2 separate regions of the Mus musculus genome follow, and region 2 is linked to region 1. A link is a contact called in public HiChIP or PLAC-seq data. All regions are on one chromosome and are shown on one strand. The core of a region is the stretch at or near the end of the contact, and the rest is flanking DNA. Distances in the headings are between cores, read along the strand shown.

Region 1 (5,024 bases), core at 940-3,439:
TAGGCAGAAAGTTATAGACCTCCTGAAATGTGAATCCAGTCAACTCTGTCAGGGAGTTGATCAAATAATACTACACCCGTCATGCATACACACATGCAGACACAGACACCAAAGAAAGAGAGAGAGAGAGAGAGAGAGAGAGAGAGAGAGAGAGAGAGAGAGAGAGAGAGAGAGTATGTGTGTGTGTTTGATGGAGGTGGTTCCTTTACCCATCAAAGATACTAAAAGCCACAGGTGCTCAAGCCCAGTATATAAAGTAGTTTGGTATTTGCACAGAATCTATATATGCTCTCACACATATGTTCAACTACCTATAGATTTCATGTAATATATAATATAATATAATATTTGTTATAGTTTTTTAAAGTATTGACAAGAAAAAGTCTACAAATTTGTAGAACAGGCACACGTTTATTTTTTAGGATATTTTCAGTCCACAGTTGGTTAAATCTACAGATCAAAAACCCAAAGATACCAGCGAATGATTTGACATATAAAACATAAAATTATACATAAGCTGAGTACAGTGTTATACATCTAAAGTCCCAGGTACAAGGGAGGCAAAGCAGGAGGGTTTCTGGGTGCCAGAAATTCAGACTAAGAATCACAAAAGCAAACAACCCCTCATATAAAGATGCCATGGAGCTGAAGCTGTGATAAAATGGCAAAAGAATGAGCAGAGGACGTGAAACCAACACTGGCTCTTTTCTACATGTCTGCCACTCAGATATCTGCATTCCTTCTTCAACCTAAAACCATCTACGTTCTCCCAGGAAACTTACGACTCTTTTTCAGAAAAAGAAATCCAAGGACAGAAAGGTTTTGTGTCTCCTATAAGAAGATCTCGCAATCATAGAAAGATCTGGAACTTTAGTCTGGACTTGGAACTCTTCACGTTTGCTATTAAGTTCTATGGAAGATTTGCAGTGGGGCGGGGACAGACTCCTGAGTTCTGGATAACTGGGAAGGCTTGGGGTGAGGAGAGACATGAACATTGGACTTAAGAAGTGGAGATAAGGGAAAGACAGGAGAGAGTGGGTTAGTGACACTGTAGGGGATTGTCCAGATAAAGATGGACCAAAGACAGAACAAACCAGGATATCCTCTATCCAAAGTCAGGGCTGTTTCTTACTTTTGCTGCATTTGCAATTGGCATATGGGAACCCCCTAAATGCTAGACTAGAGGCTGAGACTTTATCTTTAACAAGGGCCCAAGAATATTCAATCTGATTAATGATAAAATCAACTTAAAAGCTGAAAGGAAGATTCTAGAATAAAGAGAGAGGGCAAGTTGAATTTTCTTTTGCTACACAGGCGCATCCCATCTCTTTTCCTTCCTCTACCCCCACACTGCCACGTATCCCTGTTACCCATTCAGCCCTTTATATACCTCCCTGGTGTGAAACACATGATCTGGTGACTTTGTAGAGGACAGTCTCCACCCTCTTGTGTCTGTCAGTCGATGTGGCTGTTTGCTGCGACTTGCTTTCTGCGGCCTTCCATTCACTCTGTATGTAGGTAACTTAACATTTATTTGCTGAGCCATCTAGACTGTGAGGCAAAGTGCCCTTACTTTGCCTTTTCACAGGCTCATGTTCCCTGTATGCTCTGCACTAGGATCAGGAGGGTAGGTCCCCAGTGGGAGAGCCTCTTGAGGCCTGCTGATGGGGTAGAAGAAGCCGTGATGACTGTTGGCCTGCAAGCTCCCTTAGTCCCTGAACTGTCTGGCTATTGGCCTGTGTCAGAGCTGGGCTCTCATCCAGATGAAGGCCTGGTTTAGACAGCAGCCAAAGAACCTGCTTTCCTGTTCCATCTGTGGATGAGATCCTGGCCCAGCCACATGAACTTAAAACAGACTTAAAGACGGTCTCTGATGAGCAGCGCATTCTAGAAGGGCCAGACGTGTGTTTCTGCAGCACACCTGTGGTGATGGTTCATATTGACTTTAAATTTGACATGGTCTAGAATTACCCAGGAGACAATTCTTTGGGCGCATCAGTGAAGGATTTCCTAGACAAGTTAATCAAGGTGGGAAGACTTACCCTAAATGCATAACAGGATAGAAAGGTGAAACCGAGCTGAGCACCAGCAGTCAACACTCCTTGCTTCCTGACTGCGCATGCGTCAAACTGCACCAGCAGTCAACACGCCTTGCTTCGTGACTGCGCATGCCTCAAACTGCACCAGCAGTCAACACTCCCTGCTTCCTGACTGCGCATGCCTCAAGCTCCTGCTGCTCACTATGCCGGCCTTGTCATGGTGGATGGTACCTTTGAACCTCGAGGCAAAATAACACTTCACCCCCTTACATTGTATTTGTTCAGATAGTTTATGGCAGCCACTGGAGAAGTAAATAATACAACACCTCAAAGAATTGAAAACACACATAGTGGCTGGCTTTTCATCGTACAACTGGTAAGTTCCCCTCAGTGATCGGGACCATGTAAACCACTACAGACTAAAACTGGACCTAGTTCTTCCTTGTCATTCCTCCCTCCCCACAAACCAATAACTCCTGCCTCTTATCAGGCAAGGTAGTTTCTTTCACACCTGGGTCCCCTGACCCACTCAGAGCTCCTTCCCTTCCTCCCATGCCCAGTGGCTTAGCAATCAACCTCCTGTCTATTCCTTACTATGAATAAGTAAGGAATAGACAGGAGCCACCCACAGCCAACAGCATGGAAGAAAATCACAGGTAAAATATTAGACAGGGAACTCTGTTGTTTCTGGTCACCAACTGTCCCCTGCTGCTGGCAGTCCTTTCTTATGTCCCTAACCTTTCCTGACACTGCATGGATCTCTAACACAGTCATGGACCTATAGATGCTACAGTAGCAGGTGAGCACTCTTTGTTGTGAGATTAGGAGTGGATTCCAGATCAGCTTGTCACATCTCTCCTGTGTACTGCCGGGCAGCAGAGAGCAAAGTCAGAATTCTGGTCGTTTCCAGGGCTACAAAATTGATTCGTGCTGGGTTTGAGTGAAGTTCCCTGACTTTCTATCAATGCATTCTCCAGGGCAGTCATCAAGTTAATATGCAGTGTCACTTGCACCCATCCCTTCTCCATTCCTATGATTCTTGTCCCAGTCCGTGCCTTTCAGTGTGGTTTATAAGCCTTTCTTTGGTTATGGTGGACAAAGACAAGCTGCTCATCACAGGAACTTGTAAACTCTATGGGAGGAGCCTCAGGCCACGCAAGTAGAAGTATTTGAATCATCATGTGACTGTCCTTATTCTCTTGGGGCGGGTGGTGTCTAAAACTCACACTATTTGAAACACATACTATTAATTACAAATATATAAAGTGAAATGAACTTGTGTGGGGGGGAAACATATCTTCTATTTTTCTGGATAAAAACAAAATCCACATTCTACAATTTATTCTTGTTTTTAGAAAGAACAAGCTGGTCAGGAAAGTGATCCCACCCTGCACTGAAGGATGGAGTCATCAACTCTGCATAAACTAAACATCTCCAAGTGAATATGGGTGAGCCATGCCAAAAGCCCACAATCTGCCCTCGTTGGTTTAATAAAACAGGAATGTTCTAACCACTGAAATAAAAGAGTGAAGTCTCACAAAAACAGTGCTGGTGTGGACTGAGCTAGAGGTCTTCGGTCTCCATGAGTACGCAGAGAAGCTTCTACAACAGATAACATCTCATCTACCATATCCTATTGGTCGGGTCCCCAGAGAGATGCTTAAATGGTACAGATGAGGGCCCTGGTTCCTGCCTGCTGTGGCTCCACTGGCACATTAGCCTCTGTACTGACCACCTCTCCCAGGCTGACCATGATGCTCTGACTGAGGATCTCTGTTCATGCCATCTACCTCACAGCCACTGTCAGTGCAGCTGGTCACAAACCCAAGGCCATTTCCTCTCTGGTTTGTTCTCCCTCCCCCTCCCCCTCTCCCCTCCCCCGTCCCCCTCTTCCTTTTCCTTTCTATCTTCCTCTCTCTTTCTCCCTCTCTCTCTGATGACCAGTTATCTTCTACATGGTACTGAGTACAGCCTGACTAAGAAGGAATCCTGGTTTTGGTCCATAAGGCTTTTGTCACTGAGGTATTTCTGGAGAAAAGTTGGCAACTGAAGGCAGTCTGCTGGTGACACCTGAAGCTGGGGAGGAAGTCCTTCTGTTCCAGAGGGGGATCTGTAGAGCCTGACTTGTGTGTAGACACTGCTGGTGTGGGTCTATGAAGGTCTTGTGTGTAGACACTGCTGGTGTGGGTCTATGAAGGTCTTGTGTGAAGACACTGTGCTGCTGTGGGTCTATGAAGGTCTTGTGTGCAGACACTGTGCTGGTGTGAGTCTATGAAGGTCTTGTGTGAAGACACTATTAGCGTGACCTTGACTTCCAGCTTCATTCCTCCCTTTAAGGGAAGCACACATGGTGAATGGGCTGTTTATCTAAGCACTATCTACACCACTGGAGACTTTCAAAGCCAGAGCTGCCAACCCTCAAGCTCTCTTGTACTTCCCCTTGCCTGTTGACACTTCCCTTTCTGACTGTCAGGAGATATCAAAAGCAGGGAGACACGGGCCTGTCCACACACAGCTGGCTTCCGCCAGAAGCCCCATGGGTGGGGACAAATAGCTGTTTTACTGCTTCCATTGACTTCCGAAGCCCTTTGCCCCTGATTCCTGGGCTATAATCAGTTTCTCACATCAATAACCATTGCATCTTCATGGGACCTCTTCCCAGAAAGTAGCTACAAAATCATAAAAAGATTGGTGGCTCAGGACAGGACTTTCGCCACGCATTTCCCAGGCCACTTGTAAGCAGCCCTGAAGGAGAATATACACGTGCAAACAGTGCACATGATTGGACACTGAGTGTCTCACCCAATGCTCCTAGACTCCGTGTTACAGAACCAACGTTCTCTCTGTGGCTGACCTCACAACTCAGACAGTATTCCCCAACTCTCTAACAATGAAAGCTGGGGAACAAGCCCAGGGAGGCATCAGCCTCCCTGCTCTTGTGTCTGAGCCCCTGCGGGTACACATGTACAACATTCAGATCTAGAA
Region 2 (4,848 bases), core at 47-2,546, 540 kb before region 1:
TGGGCAAGGCAAGGACGGTTGCTGTCATGCACAGGTAAATGAGGGCCACACTCAGATGTGACCTCCCATGTCAGAGCGGAGGACTGCAGTCCCAACCCCCCAGAAAACGGATGCGTATTTCCATCCTATCTTTACTCTCCACCCATTACCTAGAGCAAGAGCTGGGGAACGCAGGGGGGCGGTCCAATCTTTGGTCTTATCAGAGGGTACACACAGGGTTACTGTGCTTCACCCCAGTAGTGGGGAGAGTCCTGACCCACTACTGAAGCAGCCTCTCAGGTCACCCACAACCCTCCACTGCGGCAGAGTAAGCCACAGAAGCCCCAAGGCGAGCTCCCAAGGCTTCACCCTCCCCTTTAGTGAAATTGTGACTCTGAAAAATGTTAGAACAGCTGCTCCCTACCACCACGCTGACCACCACGCTGACCCAGTGCTCCTTTCCCCCCTGGGGCCTGCCTTCTCACAACAGGGGAGGGAGTACTTACTGGGTGTCCCTACAGCTACCGAGCTCTAACGGTTAACATCTGATTCCCTCCTACCAACATGAGAACATCTATCTCAACAAGGTCTCATTTTCGGGACCAGCAAAATGGTCCAGTAGGTAAAGGTGCTTGCCACATAAGCCTGGCAGACCTGGGCTTGAACCCTAGAATCAACGTCAAAGTGGAAGCGAAGAAATCCACATCAATGCTATCCCTAAAGGAGAGAACAGACTCCACCAAGTTATCTTCTGACCTCTGTACATCATGACACGTGCAACTAAGTGCACACGTGACGCACCCGTACAATTTAAAACAATTTTTTAATTGCAGCCCAGGTGGTGATGGCGTACATCTTTAATCCCGGCACTTGTGAGGCACAGGCAGACAGATCTGAGTTTGAAGCTAGCCTGATCTACAGAGTAAGTTCCAAGACAGCCAGGGCTACACAGAGAGTAAACAAAGTTTCAAAAAAAACCAACCAAACAAACAAAAAAACAACCAACCAAACAAAAAAGAAATGTATTCTGTGACATTTTAAGTTTTATTCTGCATAACCACTATAAATCTGAAGCTACTCAGGAAGGAATTGACAGATATGTATTCATCCATTTAACCAAACCACACTCAGAAGGCATGTAGGAGTAGAACCTTAGTGACATGCTAATCTGAAGATCTTTCTGAGGTAGATAGGGGAGTGGTAAAAAAGAACAAGAGAGCAGAACTAACTCCACACCACAGTGACAGCATGATGCAACCCCACAGAAGCCTGCGTGTGCCCATCAGCCCCCATAAAATGTATCCTGACTGTATATACTACCCACCATTAGTCACCTGATAGCCATCTGGGCTGTAAAACTATCAGTTACCACAGGGCTCACAGTTAAGGAACTCGTATTTTACATAATGGCCCCAGAGATTAGGAATTAAGACGTGTCAAACAGAGATATAAAATACTCCTTCAAGTGAAACTGTACCACTACAAACAGGCACTCTGACAGGGTGCATATGCCAACAAGGGAGCACACAGCCATAAAACTCGCTAGAGAATATTGCCTACTCTCTTACCATGCCTAATTTATAAATTAAGACAACACAGGTATGGATGTGTGGATCACGGCTTTCCATTCCTGTGGCGCAATGCCTGAGAGAATCGCTTACAGAATTAAGATTTACTTTCGGCCCACAGCTGATTTGCTTCAGGCTGTGGCAGGGAGCACGCGCTGAAAGACAATTGTTCACCTACCAGCTAGGAGGCAAGAGAACACAGGTTCTCACTATCCCTGTGAAGAACATGCCCCACAGTGACCTAAGGACCTCCCATTAGGCCCCACTTCTTAAAAGCTTTTGACAACTCCTAATAGGTACTTGAGCCTTCTTCGGGCCAAGTAGAGCCAAACAGCATGAACAGGAAGAAGCACAACAGAGAGAGGGATGAAAACTGTCCATTTTGGGTATCCAACTACAGATGCTACGGCATTCTCTGTTACAGTCTGAGAGGAAAAGCACAAATCATCTGCTAGTGAACTACACCCCCACACACTTTTGTGAGCGCGCGCACACACATACACACACACACACACACATACACACACACACACACACACACACACACACACACTCATGTGATCACCTCTTCTTTAGGCTCAAAGCATTATCTGGATATCTTCGAATCAGGGGGGAGTATATACCAGTCAGAAGACAACGGCAGTCAGTTTGAGCTCAGCTGCTTACACTGTACTTCATAGAAAAAGGAAACTCTTAGAACACACAGATAAAAACATAGGTAAATAAAGTGGGAGTTAGGCCCCTGTGTTCTGGTCCAGAGCTCTGCAAGACAGTAAGTGCAGAGCCAAAGTTGAGAGTTAGAGCAGAAGGCCTGGTGGGGAATCAAGTCAAGTCAGAGACAGGACCCAGGAACAAGAAAACTCAGACAAGGGAGCCTGTCAGTACCCAAGGCAGATGACCACGGTGGACATAAACAGGATTGCATCTAGAGCCTGTGGTGAGACGGTGAAACCTGAAGTAGAACTAGCTGCTCACTTCATGGTGGTTAGAAAGCAGAGGGGGGTGGGGGTGGGGGTGGCCAGAATCCTAATAGTTCCTTCCAAGACAGCCCCCAGGGATCAAGTTTTCCTCCAACCACACCCACGCCACCCCATTCTAAAGGGCCCAGCACTTTCCAATAAGGCCACAGGTTCGTGATCTATCAAGCCTTTAAGAAGCAGGCCTCTGGAGGACAGTTCTGAGGCAAACTACAGCACTCTGGAAGACACAGCTTCCTGACAGCTTTGTTCCCGGGTAAGGCAGCGAGCCCTCAGAAGCAAGCACTGACTGTGCTACAAGCACTGACTGTGCTACAAGCATTCTGTGCTAGCTGCTGCCACTGACCATGGCTCTCTAAGCAGGGGCTGAGTTGGGGCACACAGCACCCCTGAGCAACCAGCAGGAAGCTAGGCCGCCTGAACGCTCTAAAGCACTGGAGACAATCACTGACAAAAGATGCTCTGGCCATTTCAAACCTCGCTCACACATCACCAAATCAGCTCATACTTCTTCCAGTTAAGGATTGTCCTAGAAGACAATGCACAGGATCCTGCTTCTTATAACAAGCTTGGGAACACACATACAAGCAGCAGGAGATCACAGGCCCCACCAAGCCACTAACACGGCTCACCTTCCCGGACCATTTCAAAACGTCTCATAGCAACCCTCCCCAGGTCTATGGAATACAGAGCAATGGCTTGGGAGAAAACTGTACAACACAGACCATAAAAATGACTTTAACTTTACCACCTATATGCCAAAGCTCTGAAGAAGACCTTCTAGGCAGTTCATTCCAACACATACCTTTGCATAAATTCACCTCACACTTTATGCTCTCCCAAGGCTCATGACCCAAGACCCCAAAGTCCCACCACCTTAAGTCATGCATGTGCCTACCTTGGCAGATCTGTGCTTCGGCGCTGTTAGATCATGCTAGGAAAGCCAGTGAAGTCCAAGTACGCTACAACTAACATCAACTTCAGCAGTCCCCATAAATCCCCACAGAGTCCCAGAGTTGAACAATGCACATGAGATATGTCACTATTTTTTTTACAAAGAATGGAGGAGGGGTGTCCCCTAGTTCTCTCTTGAGATTAGTCCCACGGTAAATTAGAAAAGGCTCCAGTGTGCATCTACTTGATGCAGTGAAGTTCTAACAGTAAATTACTGACAAAAAGAAATGTTCATAGCCTGCAATCAACAGTTTTAGGCTTTTCCAAACAAATGATGGGAAAGGATCATCTAGAAAACTGAATTCAGCAGGAACGATTACATTGGAAATCATACACAGATGAAGGCACTCTGCAAGAGACTACGGCTGACTTCAGCTACTTGACACTGTATTGGAAAAAGCATGCCTTCCCACACATCTTGTTCAAAAATGAAAACATAAAATACATTTTAAAGGTTTTCTTTAAATGTTTTATGTGTGCCTACGTGTATGCATGTGTTCTACATGTATGCAGATACTCACAAAGGCCAAAAGATCGCCTGGAAGTGGAGTCACAGGCATTTGTGAGCCACCTGATAGAGGTGCTGGCAATTGAACCTGGTTCCTTGGAAAAGCAGTGCCCTTACCTGCTGAGCCATCTCCAGCCCCATATTTCATTTTAATAACAGCAATGCAAAGTCTTTCTAGGAGAAATCTTCCCTCCTCTCAACTAATTTACACAAACTTCAGGTTCTAGTTTACCTTCAAAATACCTGCCGGGTAAGACTGTTGCCAAACCAGACCCCTAATGCACCACTATGGGATATAAACTGCGATTTCAGACTTCAATCACTAGTAATATCAGTAACAACTGTCTACTACATTCATGTCACCCAGACACCATACTTAGATATCCAAAACCAGATATATATATACATACATACACACACACACACACACACACACACACACACATATATATATCTCCAACCATTCAGAAGAAAATTTATACAACACTCCTAGGACAAAACAAGGTAAAAAGGGGCAGCTACGGTGTGACACAAAATGGACCCAGACTTTGAAGGAAGAAGAAGTTCTTTGTTTCAAGGGCGGTAAAGTAAGGACTCACCTATGCTAGGCAGGCTGGATGAAGATAGAGGCTGAGGCTGGCAAATTCTGGCAAGCCAGCCTCGGCTAAAGAAGAGTTAGATAAGACATGCTCACGCAGCAACTTAGGCAGGAGCAACTATATCTGCAGTTCCATAAACAGTACCCACAACATCCAGTTTACACTTTGTGTTTCGATATCATCAGGTAAATACAGTGTTGGTTCAAACCGTCCACCTAGTCATGGTAACTACAAGTTCTAAATCGGGGGGGGGGGGGGGGGGC

What was found. HiChIP or PLAC-seq counts read pairs in DNA pulled down with a chosen protein or histone mark.
Region 2: a contact with region 1 is called in an H3K27ac HiChIP or PLAC-seq map of embryonic fibroblasts, with 4 times the contacts expected there. The contact joins the enhancer-like site here to the promoter of 1700019C18Rik in region 1. A contact is called at or near these places in 1 of 484 Hi-C or Micro-C datasets (bone marrow-derived macrophages) and 11 of 115 datasets of contacts at active chromatin or transcription factors (bone marrow-derived macrophages, craniofacial prominence, embryonic fibroblasts and 7 more).

What each region holds. Positions count from the first base shown.
Region 1 is chr13:35,209,213-35,214,236 of GRCm38.p6, reverse strand. 1700019C18Rik (RIKEN cDNA 1700019C18 gene) reads left to right here and starts at 2,189. Exons shown (of 2, transcript NR_126478.1): 1 at 2,189-2,415; 2 at 3,395-3,577.
Region 2 is chr13:35,752,504-35,757,351 of GRCm38.p6, reverse strand. All of the region lies in intron 3 of Cdyl (chromodomain protein, Y chromosome-like), which reads right to left. Among named protein-coding and RNA genes, the nearest start is that of Cdyl, 95 kb to the right of the region's middle. Within about 2 kb of position 1,296, at least 48 of the 459 cell types and tissues checked have an H3K27ac peak or open chromatin away from gene starts, as enhancers often do. A contact at or near this core is called in embryonic fibroblasts, where this site is marked.